Regions from separate parts of the Mus musculus genome. Here regions 1, 2 and 4 are each linked to region 3. Evidence: chromatin contacts called from public Hi-C and promoter capture Hi-C data. All regions are on one chromosome and are shown on one strand. Each heading gives the region's core, a stretch centred on a gene start, on an enhancer-like site or on the middle of the called end of the contact. The rest is flanking DNA. Distances are from core to core; before and after follow the strand shown.

Region 1 (4,207 bases), core at 497-2,996, 200 kb before region 3:
TTCCCTATCTGCATGCCCCTCCCACAGGGGTGCAGGCACACACATACACACTCTTGCCTTCTCTACAGGGCAACAGGTCCCTGCCCCAGGAAGCCATTACATAATCCAGCCTTCTGGGTGGGGTGGGCAGGCTGACATCACTGCGTCCTTTAGGCCAGGCCCCAAGTAGGGGGCTCTGCCTAGCACCCTGCCCACCTTCACCACCCCCAGATATACTCATCTAAGGTAAGACTCAATCAGCCACCATTAATAACACTACAGAAACTTCCTGTTCTGATAAGAAATAACACTTTGGGCCTGGGGTGTCTTGAGGGAAGGTCTCCACAGGCCACCACCAAGTGTGGAGGTTGCAGTGGGGCAAAGCATACCCATGTGCCAAAGGGTTTCCCCAACAAGGCTTCATCCCCTCTGATCCCAACCAACCGCACAGGCCAGCTTGAGACTACAGTGGACAGATACAGGGTTTCCCTGGAACTATATACACAGAAGTAGGGGAGACGGGGCTGAGAGACTGCAAGGAACATCCAGCCACTGACCACAAGCCAACCTAGGGGAGCTCACAAAAGAGAGAGCTAGGACCTGCTGACGTGCTTTCATCCAGAACAAGGCCAACCTGGGGGACACAGAAAGTGTGGGATCACATACAGAAAGTGGGTGGGGAGCACAAGACTGAGATCAGGCTGATGGCGAGGGACATAGAGCCACCAATCAGTGGTGGGAGTGGGTCCTGAAAGAAAGAGCTACTAGGCAGCCGGGGACAGGTTGTAGCCTGCAACAAGCACACACTGCAGGAAACAAATGTAAAGTCCATCAGAGACCACATACAGAGGTAGGAAAGCCCGGGCTGAGAAACTGCTAGGGACACAGCCACAGATCACAGGGGAGCCTGGGGCAGTTCATGAAGAGTTAGTAGGCAGCTAGAAGCAAGGCTGCAGCTTACTGACTCTCCCAACCAGCACAAGACAGGCCTGGAAGTTGCAAGGAACAGAAACACTCGATTTGCCTAGGATCACACACAGAAACAGACGACTGTGATCGGGCTAACTGCAAGGGACACAGAGCCACCAATCACAAGCCTGGGGGTGGGGGTTGAGGGTCCTAGAAGAGAGAGCTACTAGGAGGATGGGGACAGGGCTGCGGCCTGCTGACCCCCACCACCTCCAGCACAAAAGTCCAATGCAAGCACCCCTCCCAAGCCCTGCACCAGCCTCCCGAGTAGGCTCTGCTTATCCGTCGCACCCGTCACTGCAATGGGACCCCCGGACAGGACCCCTCACCTTGAACGAACGGTGGAAGCCCTGAAGTTCGGCTGTTCTCTTCTGCACCATCTTCAGTCCGGGCCCCACCAGCGGGGGAGGGGACGCGGGGCCCGGGGGGCGGCTTGGGAGGCGACCCTGCGGGCGGAGGAGACAAAGGACCGAGGCTGAGAGAGGCGCTCGGCCGGGCGGAGGCGGCCGGGGCTCGGCGGAGCTCCCGCGCCTGACTCGGGCTTCCTTCCTCCCTCGGAGAATGTCGCCCTTGGCGCCGCGCTCACCGGGGTCGGACACCGGCCGGGGTCGCAGCGCCGTCACCTCACCTAGCACAGCCCGGACCCCGCTCCGAGGACTGCGCGGGGAACAGCGCCGCCACAGCCACCGCTGCTGCTGCCGCCGCCGCCGCCGCCGCCGTCGCCGCCGCCGCCGCCGCCACCGCCGCCACCACCGCCACCACGGACCCCTCCACTGGGCCGCTGCCGCCGAGAGGAGCCGCGCGCGCGGCCGGCGCGGCCACCTTTATAGGCGCGGTCCCGAAGTTACCCCGCCCCTCCGCACCAGTCTCCGCCTTTCTCAGGGAACAGAGGAGGCGGAGCTTCCAGGAGCGTCGAAGGCCGCAGCGAGAAGAGCACGCCGGGGAATGCAGAATACGGCTGCGCGCTCCCGTTTAAGGGGCGGAGCTTAGCGGGGAGCGGAGTGGAGCTGCGCAGCGACCGTGTTGGCGACTCCAAACACGGCTGCGCACTTCGAGCTGGCAGGGGGAAGGGGAGATTCCGAGGGAAGTGGGGCGCGAAGCTTCAAGCGCGCCTGCGCACTCCCACGGTGGGGGCGGAGCGTGAAAAGATACTCGACTGCAGCCGCGTGACCTGGCTGGGGGGTGGGAGAGGACTGTGTGGAGAGGCTGGTGACCAGCCTCCGGAGTCGCCTGCGCCTGCGCAGAAGGGTACTGAAGGCTTCAGTTTGGGCCGTGAGGCCGCCTTCTCCTGTGTCACAGTTGGCCCGCTGGCTTGCGCGCTGCAGGTTCTGCTCCCTGTCCTTGAGCCGGGTGCCGCGTTCAGCTGCCGAAGGAGGGCAAGCCAGCCCTAATTTTACTGAATACTGATGCCCTTGTCCTGTGCTCCAGCTCTGCAATCCGTGATGAACCCTTCTTGAACCTCTTGGGTCCTTTGCAGCCCTCGGTGGGGATAGCTGGGACAAGAAGGGGCTAGGATCCCCGATTCAGGTTCGGATACAGTCAGACCGCGTTGTGCCTGCTGCCTCGGCTGCTTCCGTGCACAAAGAGGTTGTTTTCCCTCTTCAGGGTAGTTTGTCTACAAGTTTTTACCACCACCCTCTACTGAGGCTGGAGCCTCATGAACCTCAAGCAGCTCTTTGTGTGTTTGTGTGCACTCACACAGGTCCTCGTCCGTGTGAGTGTGTGTGCCTTATGCATACAGGTGCCTGGAAAGTCAGAAGAGAGGTGAAATTACACGATGCCTGATGTGGGTGCTGGGCTGTACCCTGGGTTCTCTGTAAGAGTAACAGTTTGGCTTAACTTATGAGTCATCTGTCTGACTCCCGAGCCTCATTGTCGTCATTAGTGATTGCATTGGCAGAAATGTTTGTCTCTAATTCAGATTGTCATGCCTGTACAAGGTTCATTACCTGGACAGATTTGGGCAGGGGATAGAACTTCAGCTCAAGGCAGTCAGGGATCAATTCCTGGCAGACTCAAACAAGGGTCTCTACTCAGCTGTTAAAGGAGTTTGCCACCAATTATAGCCTGAGCCCATTCCTGGGACACATGTAAGAGAAATAGCTTCTACCTGTGGCTAGCTGTAGCATGTGTGTGTGTGTCCACGGGGGCCAGCATGTCTCTGTAGTTTGGGGCTACCTAGCCAGATCCTATCTCAGGCTAACAATTCAAATAAAACATGACACCCACATTCAAGCGTGGCCCACCTGGGTCAGCCGTTCACACTGATGGCAGCAAATAGCTCTAATCTATTTTGTTTCCTGCAACTTAGTTCAAATGCTGGGAAGAAAAGCCAAATTACAAAGCCCTCGTTAAGGTGTGAGTTCTGTGCCCTAATCCAGACCTGTCCTGAGACTGCCTCCAGGAGCCCTGTTAGAAATAGGGAAACAGGGGAAGCTCACGGGATAGGAAGCTGTACTTGACACGGGTTACTTCTTCCTGGAGTCCTTACCAGTCACGAGGCTAAACCTTCAGAACTGGGATGTGTGGCCCCTGCACTGCACACACCCTGTGCAAAAAGTTCTGTGAGTCTGACAGCCAAGTACGTCTTCCAACTTGCAAATGGCCACCTGGAGTCTACATGGCTGCTCAGAGGGAGCCGCCTTTTACCACACTTTTATCTCAAAAGGGCAGCCAGTAGGAACAGGAAGGGGATGTTCACCCTATAGGCACCAGGCAGGGACTGGGAGCTGCTCACTCAACCCTGCCCTGCCGTGCCCAGGCAAGCTGCCAACCTGCTGTCAAGTCTCTCCCTCCAGCCGCCTGTTTACAAGCTAGGCTCCCAGCGGTGTGGGACTCTCAGAGGCCTCCCAGCGTGGGGGTTGGGAGCTGGGGTGACAGGAAGGCCTGACTTCCCCTACTGGCTCAGCCTCTGCCCCAGGAGGATGTCACTGGCTCTTTGGCAAGGGATGCCTGCAGGAAGCCCGTGTGATACCCTCTGTTTCCTCTGTCTTTACAGACTAGGCTTGGCTGGCCAGGTGAGGGGTTGGTCTAGCCCGAGTGAAGGATAGACATGGCCAGGACAGTCAGGAAAGGTGGTCCTAAGCTTACCCCCAACCCCAGGTTCCCAGGGGACGTGGCCAACCTTGGAAAGGGCTTAGGACTGTCCAAGGTGTTAGGCCCAACTGGGACCACCAGAGCTGTAGGTTCAAGCAGAATCTTAGGGAGATCTTACAGAGGGAAGAAAAACAGGAAGTGAGGTGGGGCCCCAGGCCAACAG
Region 2 (4,155 bases), core at 306-2,805, 190 kb after region 3:
GCTCAGATGGAAGGGCACACGGAGACACGGAGCTCAGGAACCACGCAGGGAGCCCTCTCAGCAGAGGTGTTGCAGTTCCCAGGGGAGGATATCCCCGGCTGAGCTGAGGAGCTCAGGAGCCTTGTTTCCCCGCACCCCGCTCTCCCACCCCCCACCCTCTCTTCACCTCGCTTCTTCTTGGCTCTTCCGATGAGAAAGTCACACCAAGCAGAAAATCTCATGTAAGAGATTTATTGGTGGGTTCAGGGTGTGGAGAGATGAATCTTCCCTCTTCTCCTGGGAGTAAAACATTAGGGAATTAGACAAAGGGCGGGGCTTACATAGAATTTCTTAGGAGGCAGGGCTTTTCAGGGCAGAGATTTCCAGATTAACGATTGGTGGAATTTCAAGTCCTGAGCTTGAGGAGCTCAGGGATTGGTGGGTTTTCCTGTTCGGGGATTGGTGACTTTTTTCCCCCTCACCCTCTTTACCCTGCATCAGGCCCATGGGTTAGTGTGAAAGTCCTTCCAGGCCACAGCCAACTTTTGCTGAGGCGCCATCTCTGTGAGGCTGCTCAAGGAGGCTGGAGATGAGGTCCTATCACTGTGGGACAGTTCCTGTAGGACAGCTCCTGCAGGGGTGTTCTTGAGGGGCAACCTCTGTTGTGTTGGGAAAGGTGATACACTACTGTAGACAGTTCTTGTGACAGCTCCAGGCTGAGGAGATGTCATGGTGCCAACATTTTAACAGGAGCCGCCAACAGCTCCTAGGAGGCATCTTAACGTGCCACAGGCTGGTGCAGGAAGGAGGGGCCAGCCCTGGCTTTTGCAGTACACCGATTATCAACTACACTTGACCACAGAGCCATCTCTCATGTTTTTTCAGACAAGGTATATAGTCCAGGCTACTCCTGCAGGTTGCAGGTTGGGTCAGTTTTGTTTTACTTGGACTGAAATTGCAGGTATAAGTCAGCACACTCAGCTTACAAAAACAAAACAAACAAGCAAAAACCCGTGGCGGTTCTCACTTGCATTCCCAGAACCCAGGAAGCTGGGGCAGGAGGATTGCTACGAATTTGAGGCCTGTCAGCAAATTCAGACCAGCCTGGGCTACATGAAACTTTGTGTCAAAAAAAGGAAGGAAAGAAGGAAGAGAAGGTTGGAGGGAGGGAGAGAGAGAGAGAGAGAGAGAGAGGGAGGGAAGCCAGGCATGCTGGAGCACTCTGGTCATCTCAGAACTCAGAAGGTGGAGTCATGAGGAACTGGCTGAAGAACAAAAAGAAATGAATTGAACGAACAGACCAAGCACAAACGCACACAGCCTGTATAGAGTGAAATCCTCACAGAAAAGGCAAGGCAGAGAGGGTGTTAGGTTTCCATGGAAACAGCATCCTGGCGTTCCGAGGGTGCGTAAGGCTCCGCCTCACTCACCTATGACAGCCAATTGCGGGCTCCACTGTGTTCAGCGCATGCGCAAAATCGCACCACTGACAGGGCAAGCTCGGGATAATGTGGGCGGAACCGCGATGCACCGGCGCCAGACTGGTTGTTCCTGCGCATGCACACTCGCGTTGACCAGCTGCCTTCGCGCGCACGCGCCTTCCTAGCGTGCTCGGAGCTCGCGGGCGGCGGGCGCCTCAGTCTGAGAGCCACAGCAGAGGAACTGGCTCAGGTGAGGCGAGCTCCGAGGAGATCCGGACCGCACAGGCGTGAGGACCAGAGGAGGGCCGTCGCCGCCTCGCGCGCAGCCGACCGCCATGAAGCCCCCCGCAGGTACCGGTCGCCCCTCGCCCAGGCCCTCCCTTTCTCTCCTCCTTCGGGCAGATGGAACCTTTGGGATTCCCGACCCTGACCCCTTCGTCTGCAAAATGAATGAACTAACTTTCCCATGACTTCAACCTCTTGATAAACTGAATTTTAAAAGAATACTTTTCTCATGCTCCCTGCTATTCTAACTAGGGTAAGATGGACTGCCAACGGGGCGATGAGCAAAACCCACACATGGTGTAAAAGGCTCTAGTTCCTGGAAGGCTGCTGGAGACGGTGGCCTGGGAACCTCGGTGCCAGGACAGTGTGCTATCTAGCATCTAGAGAGGACCTAGTAATACTTCCAACTAGGTTCTTTTGTATTTTTAGGATTTGTTATTTTTAACTATTGTTTGTACGTCTGTGTGTGAGTACCTGCACATGTGTGTAGTATTCATGATGGCTAGAAAAATGTGGCCCATCCTCTGCTCCTGGAGTCAGTTACAGGTGGTTGAGAGCTAGCTGCCTTTCAGGGGTGCTGGGAACCAAACGCAGCAAGCACGCTTGATCACAGAGCTCCCTCTCCAGCCTCTTGAGTCAGCAACACAGGGGCTTAGGCTATGGTCACCCCACTTTGGCAGGGCTGGTTGGGAGACCCATCTTTCTCTTGCCAGGTCTGCTGTGTATGTGTGTGGGGCATCCCATATGGTGGAGCTACCAGGCAGGGATTCCCGTCAGTTGTAGACATGACTGTGACCCAAAAAGATGAAGACTTGTTTGGATTTTTTTTTAAACATTATTTAGTGTGCTTGTGGAGGTCAGAGGACAGCTTGCGGGAATCAGTTCTCTCCTTCCACCTAGTCAGTTGTGGGGATTGAACCTAGATCGTCTGCGTTGGCAGCAATCACCTCCAGCTGCTTAGTCATCTTGGGTCCCCTGGACTTGCTTAATCCAGAGAAGGAAACAGAGCCAGTGCCAGCCTCTCTTCCCAAGTGTGGGAGACCGAGACTAGGAGGATCCCACCTCCAGAAATTGCAAGGGTAGCCTGGACAATCTGGCAAGATCCTATCTTAACCCATGAACAGAGGACTAGGGAAACAGCCCAAAGGGCCCTGTGTGTGACCTTCCTGTATCTGAGAGCGGCCTTGGGGGGGGGGGGTGGCGTCTGGAGCTCACACCCATACATTTTCTCATGCCTGCAGATAATCCCCCCAGTCATGATCAGGATCATGGGAACAGGAATAATTGGAATTACTTGCACCTCAGGAACTTGAGGTGCCCTGAAATGGAGGCAGTAATCCAGATGTTTGCAGAAAGATGCTGCAATCCTAGTTCTCCAGATCTTTGCACTCTGTGTTCTCATGGCTGGCTCTGCCCCTACTTGTAATACAAAGCCCTTCGTTTCGCATGTGCGCGTGTCTGTGTGGGGAGGGGGTATCTTCCTCAGTGGCTGCCCATCCTCCTTATTTTTGCTTTTCTCTGTGTAGCCCTGGCTGTCCTGGAGCTCACTCTGCAGACCAGGCTGGCCTTGAACTCACAGAGATTCTCCTGCCTCTGCCTCCCAGTACTGGGGTTAAAGGTGTGCACCACCATCACCCAACCATGGCTTTTCATTTGAGACAGCATCCCGTGTACCCCAGGTTGGCCTCATACTTAATACGTGTGGCTGTGGGTGACCCTGAACTCTTTCTCCTCCTCCCCGCTCAGTTTCCTAAGTGCTAGGATGGTAGGCAGCCCCACCACGCCTGATTTGTATGCTGTGGTGATGGAATGAGAGCACCATGCATACTAGGCACGTGTGCTGCCCACTGAGCCACAGCTTCAGTCCGAATTTTTGTTTTCTTTGGCTTGAACGTGCTTGCCCTGTGTTCTCCATTTAGACCACAAATGTGAAATCCTCTTGCTCTGGCCTCCTGAGCACTGAAAACAAGCTCCCATTACTCCTATTCAGTCCATGTCCTGGTGGCAGCCCCTTTTCTTTTCCTTGCCAGCCCATCTTCAGGGCCTGCGTTGATGTCTGCTAAAGGCTTGAGAGCACTATGAAAGTCTGCTCTCTCTGTGGGGATGAGCTGTCCCACCCTCATTCTACATGGCTGTCAATTATACAGCCATTCTGCATGGGACGAGGAGCGAGATGGCCCTGCCTGGCTGCCTTGCATGCCAGTGTCGAACAAGTGTTGCTGGGGCTGTGGGATCAGTGCCAGCAGCTGCTAGTGCCACTGCACCTGTCCGTGAGCTGCTCCCATCCTGGTTATCCCAGAATGTCGCTTGCCGGTCCGGCTTCCACACCTGCCTTTGTCAGTGAGGCCCGATATGGGCAGAAATGGCTTTAATTATAGCTTGGCAGCACCAGGGATGTAGAGGGCCACACCTAGATACATGACATACTGCTGAATGACTTGGAAGTAAGAAGGCAGACTGATGGAGCCCT
Region 3 (4,118 bases), core at 53-2,552:
CCATTATGAATCATGGGAGTTTCAGGAAGTCTGTGAGTCTCAGGGAGCCTTCCCTCAGGAGGAAGTGCCTCCATTGAGAGGACACTGCTAGACAGCCCCTGTGTCACCAATGCACAGAAGTGCTGAACGTATGCCATGTTTACCCCCAACAAACCCTACTTACAGACCAAGTGTCAGGGTAGACTTGGTCTCCCAAAGCCAGGATCCTGGTCCCCTGTTGAGGATCAGAGCTGACCAGGAAGTAGTCTGTGTTCCATGGCCTGCATCTACCTCCTCCCCATTTTTGGCTACAATGTCTCACTTGGCAGTCCAGCCTTGCCTGGAACTCATAGAAATCCCCCTGCCTCAGCTTCCTGGATGCTGGGATGACAGGTGTGTGCTACCATGCTTGGTTCTGGTGAAGCAGTTCTTGGTAGCCTGGTCTCCCCAGCTCAGGTCTCCCGAGGTTCACAGAGTTGCATCAGCCCCTTTTCAGGGCTCTGTGTCTGTGGGCAAGGCAGCTCTGCAGTAATTACTGTGGGAAGGGCTGAATGGCATGGCATGCTTAGCACTCACTAAGAGCAAGTCCTCAGGGAAGGGATGAGCAAGGGGTGTGTGTGAGCACAGTAATGCGTGTGTGCTCGTGTGTGCATGCCTGTGTGCACACACACATGTGCATGTGTATATGTGTTATGCACACACATATCCACATGTGTGCATGCATGTGTGTATGTGCACGTATATGTATGTGTGCGCATGTGTGTATGCATATGTGTGCATGAATGTGTGTGGGTGTGTTTGCATGTGTGTGGTCGCCTGTGTGTGCATCTGTGTGTACATCTGTGTGTATGTGGACTGTCACGGAGGTCTCCCCTGCAGCCCGAGGCCGAGAGCTCACTGGTCAGAGCTGCAGCATGGCTCCTGTCTCTCACTTCAGTGATGATTTGGGGATATGGTTGCGTCTCACCCAGAATCTCTGTAGCTTAAGTGATGTCATAGTGGGGCCACTGACCTGTCCCCTCTGCTGTGCATGGCGGTCACAAGGGTCTGAGTGGCCATTTCAGGCAGATCAAGTCTCCTTAAGGATGGGACAAATTGGCTTGGCCTCAGCCTTGGGATACCAGGATTAGCAAAGGGTGCACTTGGGTCCACATGGGTGTCAGGGAATGCTGGGTGCATGCCTGTCACCCCTGCACTCTGGAAGTGGAGTCAGTTGATCAGGAGTCCAGGGCCAAGTGTGGCTGAATGTCAGATAAATCCTTTGTCCATTTTTTGTTCTTTTTCTCTTGCAGGTGTCTAGCTGGAGCTTACCTTTGCCGAGCCATGGAGCCCACTGCACCAGACTTACAACTTGTGCCAGAGGTGACAAAGGCTGTCTCTGTATCTGCTCCAGACCCTGGCCCTTGTCGAACGGCTGTCATCGCAGTGGTGGGCATCAGCATGGCCATCGTGACCCTGGGAGTCCTTTCAGGTAAGTGGCAGGAAGAAGGCCTGGGTCCTCGGATGCAAAAGGACATCCCAAGTGTCAAAGGGCTGACCTTCCAGCCAGATCCAGCAGTGGCAAGGACAGGCTCTGGGGTCCAAGAATATGCTGGGTATGCAGGAAGTGTTTGCAATGACAAGAAGGAGCGGGTGGGCGGGCAGTCCTGTGGTCGAATGGGGAGGGAACAGATATGTCAGTTTTGACAGCTTAAGGCAGCAGGAGGGTCAGGCAGGACTACAGGGGTGTGGCTTAGGAGAGGCTGGGCTCATGCCTGTTAGCATGGTGATACAGTGATAATGGGTACAAACTGGGGAACTTGTGTGGAAAAAATTTAATTGGCCAGGCAGTTGTGGCATACACCCTTTGATCTCTGTGAGTTTGAGGCCAACCTGGTCTACAGATAAAGTCTAGGACAGCCAGAGCTGCACAGAGAAACCCTGTATTGATAAAAGATAACAGAATACATTGATAATTGTCCTACAGTCCCCAACTGTACTAATATGTATTAAGCTTTTCTGGACGGGCTAGGTTACTGCAGTCTGATGTGGCTGAATGCTGCCCCCTAGTGGCTGTGCCTGTCACGTGCAGTAGCATTCTCATCTCCCCTCGTGCTCTACCCCTTTGAGGGTTTCCTGTCAGTCCAAGTGGCACACAAACCTTTGCGATCATTTTTGAGGGATTTTCCTGGTTTTTGAGAAAGAGAAGGGTCTGACGTAGCCCGTGCTAGCCTCAAACTCTCACTGCTAAGGATAACTTTAAACTCATGGTCTCTGTCTCATTCTCCGAAGTGCTGGGACTAGAGATGTGCACCACCATGCCACCACCCAGGGCCAATGCCTGCAGGGAGTGCTCTACCCACTGAGCGATACAGCCCATTGGGATGATCCCTCTACCCATGAATCCACAAATCCATCCCGACGGATGGCTAAGACTCAGCACCCACACACTATCCGTTTGCTTCTGTTGTGTTATTTTGTTTTTTGTTGTTGTTGTTGGTGGTGGTTTTATTGTTTTGTTTTGTTTTGTTTTTTGTTTTTTTGAGACAGTTTCTCTGTGTAGCTCTGACTGTCCTGAAACTTGCTCTGTAGATCAGGCTAGCCTCCAACTCAGAGATCTGTGTACCTCTGCCCCCTAGGGGCTGGGATTAAAGGCGTGTACCACCACTGTCTGGCAGATTTTGTTTTTTAAATTTTATTTCTGGGGCTAAGAGATGGCTCAGAGGGTAAGATCACTGCACTTTCAGAGGTCTTGAGTTCAATTCCTAGCCCCCACATGATGGCTCAAACCTTCTATAATGCAGGAAGAATGCTGTATTCATAATACATAAGTAAATCTTTTTTTATTACGTATTTTCCTCAATTACATTTCCAATGCTATCCCAAAAGTCTCCCACACCCTCCCCCCCACTCCTCTATCCAATAAATCTTTTTTTAAAAAAATTTATTTCTGTGTATGAGCTTTTTACTTGCATGTATGCCTGTGCGGCGCATGCATGCAGTACCCACGGCCGCCGGCAGAGGGTGCAAGGCACACTGGACCTGCTATTATAGGCGGTTGTGAGCTATATTGGTGCTGGAACCAAGTCAGGCTCCAAATGCCTGAACTGTCTCTCCACCCCCTAATTTACTTGCTAAGGGTAAAAGGCTCTCGTGTTGCTCTTTTTTTTTTTTTGGTTTTCCGAGACAGGGTTTCTCTGTGTAACCCTGGCTGTCGGGAACTCACTCTGTAGACCAGTTTGGCCTCGAACTCAGAAATCCGCCTGCCTCTGCCTCCCAAGTGTTGGGATTAAAGGCGTGCGCCATCACTGCCCGGCCGTGTTGGTCTTAAATACCCTGACACCACAGTGTCCGTGTGGCAGCTTCCTGAGTGGAGGAAACTGAAGAGTCAGAAACTCCCTTTAGGAGAAGTGGTGGCACAGGCAGGGCCAGCTGGGGCGGGACGGTTGTAAAATCCAAGTCACCACAGCCTACAGAGCAAACCTGCTTCAAAAGAATGAAAAGAAGAGAGGCTGGGAGATGGCTCAGCCCCCACACAGGGACTACCTCGCCAGACACCAGGGTCTCCATCCCCACACAAGAAAAAGCCAGGTGCAGTAATGGATGCTTGTCATCTCAGAGTCAAGGACACAGGGGCTCCTCAGGTTCCCTGGCTGGTCCTAGTGGAATTGGTGCTGAATTGGTGAGCCGCTGTGTTCAATGAGAGACCCTGGCTCAAACACATGATGGAGAGAGAGGGAGAGGGGCCGGGGTGGGGTGGGGAGTCGATTTGATGACCTGACGTTCACATGTGTCACAAACTGTCAAAGAAGGCATGCCAGCCTGGAATGTGGCCTCTGGATAAATTGTACAAAGGTTCTGGTGTCTGCCAGCTTACTCTGTCCTCTGCAGGAGTCACTGCCCCATCCTAGGAAGGAGGTTGGGACACTGTAAGACCTCCTGAGGGACTGTGACCTGTGATGTCACTGACTCAAGTCAAGGAAGCTGACTTTGGGGACAGCCCATGTCACTTTATACTGTCTCTGGGAGTCCTCAGGACAGCCTTCAGCAGAGACTCAATGCTGCTCCACCTGGGGAGTCAGGTCCTGTGTGTATGGAGGCTCGGCAGGTGAGCCCCAAGCCCACAGTGGGGCTGTCTCACCAGGCACCCGTCTTGTCCG
Region 4 (4,145 bases), core at 1,116-3,615, 150 kb before region 3:
TGTGGAAGCCTAAGGACACACTGGAGATTGTCACCATGCACATGGCTAGCTAGAACCCCAGGCACGTGGCACAAAACAGTTCCTGGACTGCTCGGAGCAGAGGGAGCTGAGGAAACACTGCTCCTGCCTAGCATAGACATGGTATTTTTTTATACCCTGCCACTTTAAATAAGATTTATTTTTTGTGAGCATTTGCTGATATGTACAGCTGTATACATATGTGCAGAGCCTGGAGACTGAAAAAGGGTGTCAGGTCCCCTGGATCTGGAGTTATAAATGGCTGTGAGCCACCATGCGGGTGCTGAGAACTTAACCTAGGTCCTCTGCAAAAGCAGCCAGTGCTCTAACCACTGAGCTGTCTCCAGCTATACTTCTCCTGGGTACGGATGTGGGAAAGAGACTTCTCTATGGTATAGGCATCCTTAGGTTACCCATGTTCATACAAGCAACTCCAATGAACTCTCAGCCTCCTAAGGCAGACCTGAGTGGTGTACTCTGTGGGTTCTTCTTTCTTCTACCCTTCTCCACCCTCTTTCCACCCCTAACACTAAATAGGAGAAAAAAAAATGACAGAGGGAAAGGGGACATTATTTTTTGTTTACTTCCTCCTGATTAGAAACATGGTGTTTCTTGGGACAAGTTTGATATTCGCCATCAGGATATCTAATTTTTTTTCATCTTATTTCTTCTTTATAACAAACAGAGGCCAATACCAACCAACCAACAACCCACCCCTCCTCTCGGGCCCTGTGATGTATATGCTTAGCCCAGGGAGTGGCACTATTAGAAGATGTGACCCTTTTGGAATAGGTGTGTCACTGTGGGTGTGGGCTTTAAGACCCTCATCCTAGCTGCCTGGAAGCCAGTCAGATGAAGATGTAGGACTCTCAGCATCTCTTGTACCATGCCTACCTGGATGCTGCCATGTTCCTACCTTGATGATAATGGACTGAACCTGTGAACCTGTAAGCCAGCATCAATGAAATGTTGACCTTGTAAGACTTAACTTGGTCATAGTGTCTGTTCACAGCAGTAAAACCCTAAGACAGGGCCCTAGCATTTATATAACCTCTGAAAAGTCCCCAGAATTCCAAACATTAACCATCACAGAAACTATCTGCAGCTGGTAAAACCACGCTTCTGCTAGAGTAGGAGGCAAATCATAACCAGCTGCTACGAACAGTCCAGAAGCAGCCTCACATCCCACACCTGGGATTAAAACAAAACCATTCTTAGAGTATTTCTGTGCATGGTCACTACTGACTGGGATTGTTTCTTTGGTCTGTCACTGCTGCCCTGTGTGGGAGGGGACAGACTAGACATGGATGACATTTGTTTTCTCAAGGAAAGGTTCACTTAGCCCTGGGCTAATCCACCCTACTTCAGCACTCACATGCTCATAGAAGCCAGGTGGGCATTCTATCACCGAGCGCAGCCTCTGCTTTTCTACTTTTTACCTGTGGCAAGGCCTTTCAGTCGATAGCCCAGGCCATCCTAACAGTTCTTCTGCATTATTGTGCCAAACACCCGAGGTAGAGTGAGCCACCAGGACAACTGGAGCCCTGTCACTTTCCAGGCTGGAAACAGTTGAACTAGATGTCTAGCCCACTGAGGGGGAGTGCTCCCTGTAAGCCATGTACTCTGGACCTCATGTATTCCTCAAGAGGCCAGGAGGGACCTGGTTCCACAGACGGCCAGGTGGCAGCCAGCAGGCTGAGAAACGAGGACTCTTACTTTGAACACACCCAGCACCTACACAAACACTCATGTGCCCCATGAATTAAATGCAAGGTGCTTCCCTTGTACCCCAGTCTCATGGATCTGATGGCATGCTTTGCCCCCAGCCTATGCTGGACTGTATGGCTGCTGTAACATGTGGTCCCAGGCCACAGGACCTGCTCTACTGGGAAGTGTGCTCCTCTTAGCAGGCCTGGGTGTTTCTGTTTCTCAGGCCACTGTAGTCTCCCCTCCCCCAGCCTGAAACCTGCTTGCTCAGGGGTGGAGCTTCCCGCTCAATCGTTCTGCCATGCCCACTGCTGGAACCTGCCGCTTTGCTGTTTGGAGCCGTGCACATGGTCACCCTGCTATTGGACCCCAAGACTAATTGGCGGGAATCGGGTTCCCCTGCTTTATAATTGCGTGTAGAACAGTAAAATTGAGCTTTGATCAGAATGCCTGTCTTAGCTGCATTTCTTTATCTCGCCACCTAGCCCCTCTTCTCTTCCAGGTTTCCAAAATGCCTTTCCAGGCTAGAACCCATGTTGTGATCTGCTGGCCGGACACAACAGGCCACCATGACCACTCATCTCCTCCCAGTTCTCTGACTCACACAGCCTGAGAGTGGGTTTTGACCACAGACCACACAGTTGTGCTACAGTCCGTCTCAGGATGTTGCTTCCAGAACACCAGGCAGCACAAGCCCATGAGGGACACAGTCATCAGTTTACCTGTGTGTATCACAGAGGGAGGTGCTCATGTGCTCAAATCCTAAATGACCACAACTTTTTTTTGTTTTTGTTTTTGTTTTTTTTTTTGTTTTTGGAGTCAGGATTTCTCTGTGTAGCTCTGGCTGTCCTAGAACTAACTCTGCAGACCAGGCTGCCCTCGAACTCAGAAATCCAACTGGGATTAAAGGCGTGAGCCACCACCGTCCAGCTATGACCACAACTTTAATCAAAGGACATATGCTCAGGGCTTCTGGGCTGGCTGGATGTAAGGTCTACTGTACCCTCCTGCTCAGTCAACTCTGCAGAGGTGGGAGATGACAAGACTGACTGCTCACTTGCCACAGCTGCACAGCTCCCAGGGACCCCTGGGGCCCTACTGACTTCATAGTAAGCTGGCTGTGTTGGATCTGACTATCCACTCAGACAAGGAACCTGTGAGCCTTGGGGAGTCTCAACTAACTCTGTGTTTATGGCTTGTGACGGTCAGCCCATCACCAGCGCAGATCAGAGGGGATTTGCGACAGGGACCCATATCCATGTTCCCACCATCCCCCATCCTCCCAGGAGCTGGCTGGGCAGAGCTTCCTGTCACCAACCTGGGTCTGGGTCCTCCAGCTTCTCCTTAAGCCGGGGAAAGGCAGGACGCAGCGACTCTGGGTACTTGAGGAATACTTTGTACATGATCAGCACTGCCTTCTTCCTGATGTACGGCTTCGTGTGAGACATCTGTGGAGACAGAAGGGTAGCTGGTGACCCACTCACCTGGTCAGCACCTATGACTCTTCCACACCTCGCTCCCTCTTAAACCACCTAGAGCAGGCCCAGTCCCTGCCCTCTGTACCTGCCTGCCTTAAGAGGTGCTAGGCCCACAGGGAGATGCAGTCACTGTGAAAGCTGATCTGGTTATAATGTGTGGCCCTATTCACTCAAGCCTCCTCCAGGACAGCTTCTGCCTGGCACTAGTGGTGGTGGGGTTACCCTTTAGCCCATCAGGCTCCAGGGGGCTCTCCATGCAGATCCGATGAGCTCTCTAGTCCACAGGGCTGGCAACTATCTGGGAAGCCTCACAAGCTATGCATCTACTCGGTGGGCTGGGCAATCTGTCACAACAGCTGCAGTCACCACAAAGGGGTGGATGCGCATGGAGAGTCCCAGTGGAGCTCTGTTTACAATAGGTACCTGCTAGATCTGGATGGTGACAGTGGGCTCTGCCCTCTCATGGTATTCAACTTTTAGACCACCAGGCAGTATCCAGAGGACAAACCCAGGAGAAAGCAAGGCTGACTTTTGCTCTTTCCCAATTACCCCAGCTACACAGCAGCCACTCTGAGAGCCTTTCTGTCTCCTCAGAGCAAGGGCTCAATACTGGATTCTGGGCATCACTGGATGAAGGTAAACAGTGGTATAGGCACACAGAAACTCACCAGGGTCATGATGTCATTTGCCAGGTCTCTGGCAAGATCTGGGGTGACAAAACAGGACAGACCAGTCAGTGCCACTCCAGTGTCGTACTGGCTGGGGCTGCTCAGGTCCTGCAAGGGGACAATAGGAGGGTCAGTGGCAGTCCCTTGGGACTATCTGTATGTCTGTAACCCAGCACGAGGGAGCCTCTCACAGCTCCTCTACTGTCATCAAGAATTGGAACACAGGTCAGAGGCAGAGAACACAAAAAACTCTGTGTGGAAGCCACCAGGTCTC

Evidence for each region. Promoter capture Hi-C pulls out the DNA fragments that hold promoters and counts their contacts. A called contact is a pair of places that touch in the nucleus more often than the background predicts. Capture Hi-C pulls out chosen DNA fragments and counts their contacts.
Region 1: a promoter capture Hi-C map of liver shows a contact between it and region 3, with 3 times the contacts expected there. The contact joins the promoter of Mknk2 here to the promoter of Tmprss9 in region 3. A contact is called at or near these places in 4 of 39 promoter capture datasets (the 3T3-L1 cell line, cranial neural crest, hippocampal neurons and 1 more), 1 of 115 datasets of contacts at active chromatin or transcription factors (embryonic stem cells) and 2 of 9 other capture datasets (adipose tissue and embryonic stem cells).
Region 2: a contact with region 3 is called in a promoter capture Hi-C map of adipose tissue, with 2.9 times the contacts expected there. The contact joins the promoter of Thop1 here to the promoter of Tmprss9 in region 3. A contact is called at or near these places in 7 of 39 promoter capture datasets (cranial neural crest, hippocampal neurons, liver and 3 more), 2 of 15 datasets of contacts at CTCF or cohesin (embryonic stem cells and large pre-B cells), 7 of 484 Hi-C or Micro-C datasets (the Ba/F3 cell line, bone marrow-derived macrophages, embryonic stem cells and 3 more), 3 of 115 datasets of contacts at active chromatin or transcription factors (bone marrow-derived macrophages, microglia and neural tube) and 5 of 9 other capture datasets (adipose tissue, embryonic stem cells, liver and 2 more).
Region 4: a contact with region 3 is called in a Hi-C map of muscle stem cells, with 2.1 times the contacts expected there. The contact joins the enhancer-like site here to the promoter of Tmprss9 in region 3. A contact is called at or near these places in 11 of 39 promoter capture datasets (the C10 cell line, the SN4741 cell line, cranial neural crest and 8 more), 1 of 15 datasets of contacts at CTCF or cohesin (large pre-B cells), 2 of 484 Hi-C or Micro-C datasets (bone marrow-derived macrophages and muscle stem cells), 7 of 115 datasets of contacts at active chromatin or transcription factors (bone marrow-derived macrophages, embryonic stem cells, fetal liver and 2 more) and 3 of 9 other capture datasets (adipose tissue, liver and pancreatic islet).

Annotation. Positions count from the first base shown.
Region 1 is chr10:80,674,547-80,678,753 of GRCm38.p6, forward strand. Mknk2 (MAP kinase-interacting serine/threonine kinase 2) reads right to left here and starts at 1,747. Exons shown (of 14, transcript NM_021462.4): 1 at 1,535-1,747; 2 at 1,278-1,394. The coding sequence starts at 1,328.
Region 2 is chr10:81,068,528-81,072,682 of GRCm38.p6, forward strand. Thop1 (thimet oligopeptidase 1) reads left to right here and starts at 1,556. Exons shown (of 13, transcript NM_022653.4): 1 at 1,556-1,751. The coding sequence starts at 1,736.
Region 3 is chr10:80,878,514-80,882,631 of GRCm38.p6, forward strand. It overlaps Tmprss9 (transmembrane protease, serine 9), which reads left to right and starts at 1,303. Exons shown (of 18, transcript NM_001081688.2): 1 at 1,303-1,450. The coding sequence starts at 1,303.
Region 4 is chr10:80,724,011-80,728,155 of GRCm38.p6, forward strand. It overlaps Ap3d1 (adaptor-related protein complex 3, delta 1 subunit), which reads right to left. Exons shown (of 31, transcript NM_007460.2): 5 at 3,872-3,979; 6 at 3,044-3,173. Among named protein-coding and RNA genes, the nearest start is that of Ap3d1, 16 kb to the right of the region's middle. Within about 2 kb of position 2,366, at least 11 of the 459 cell types and tissues checked have an H3K27ac peak or open chromatin away from gene starts, as enhancers often do. A contact at or near this core is called in muscle stem cells, where this site is marked.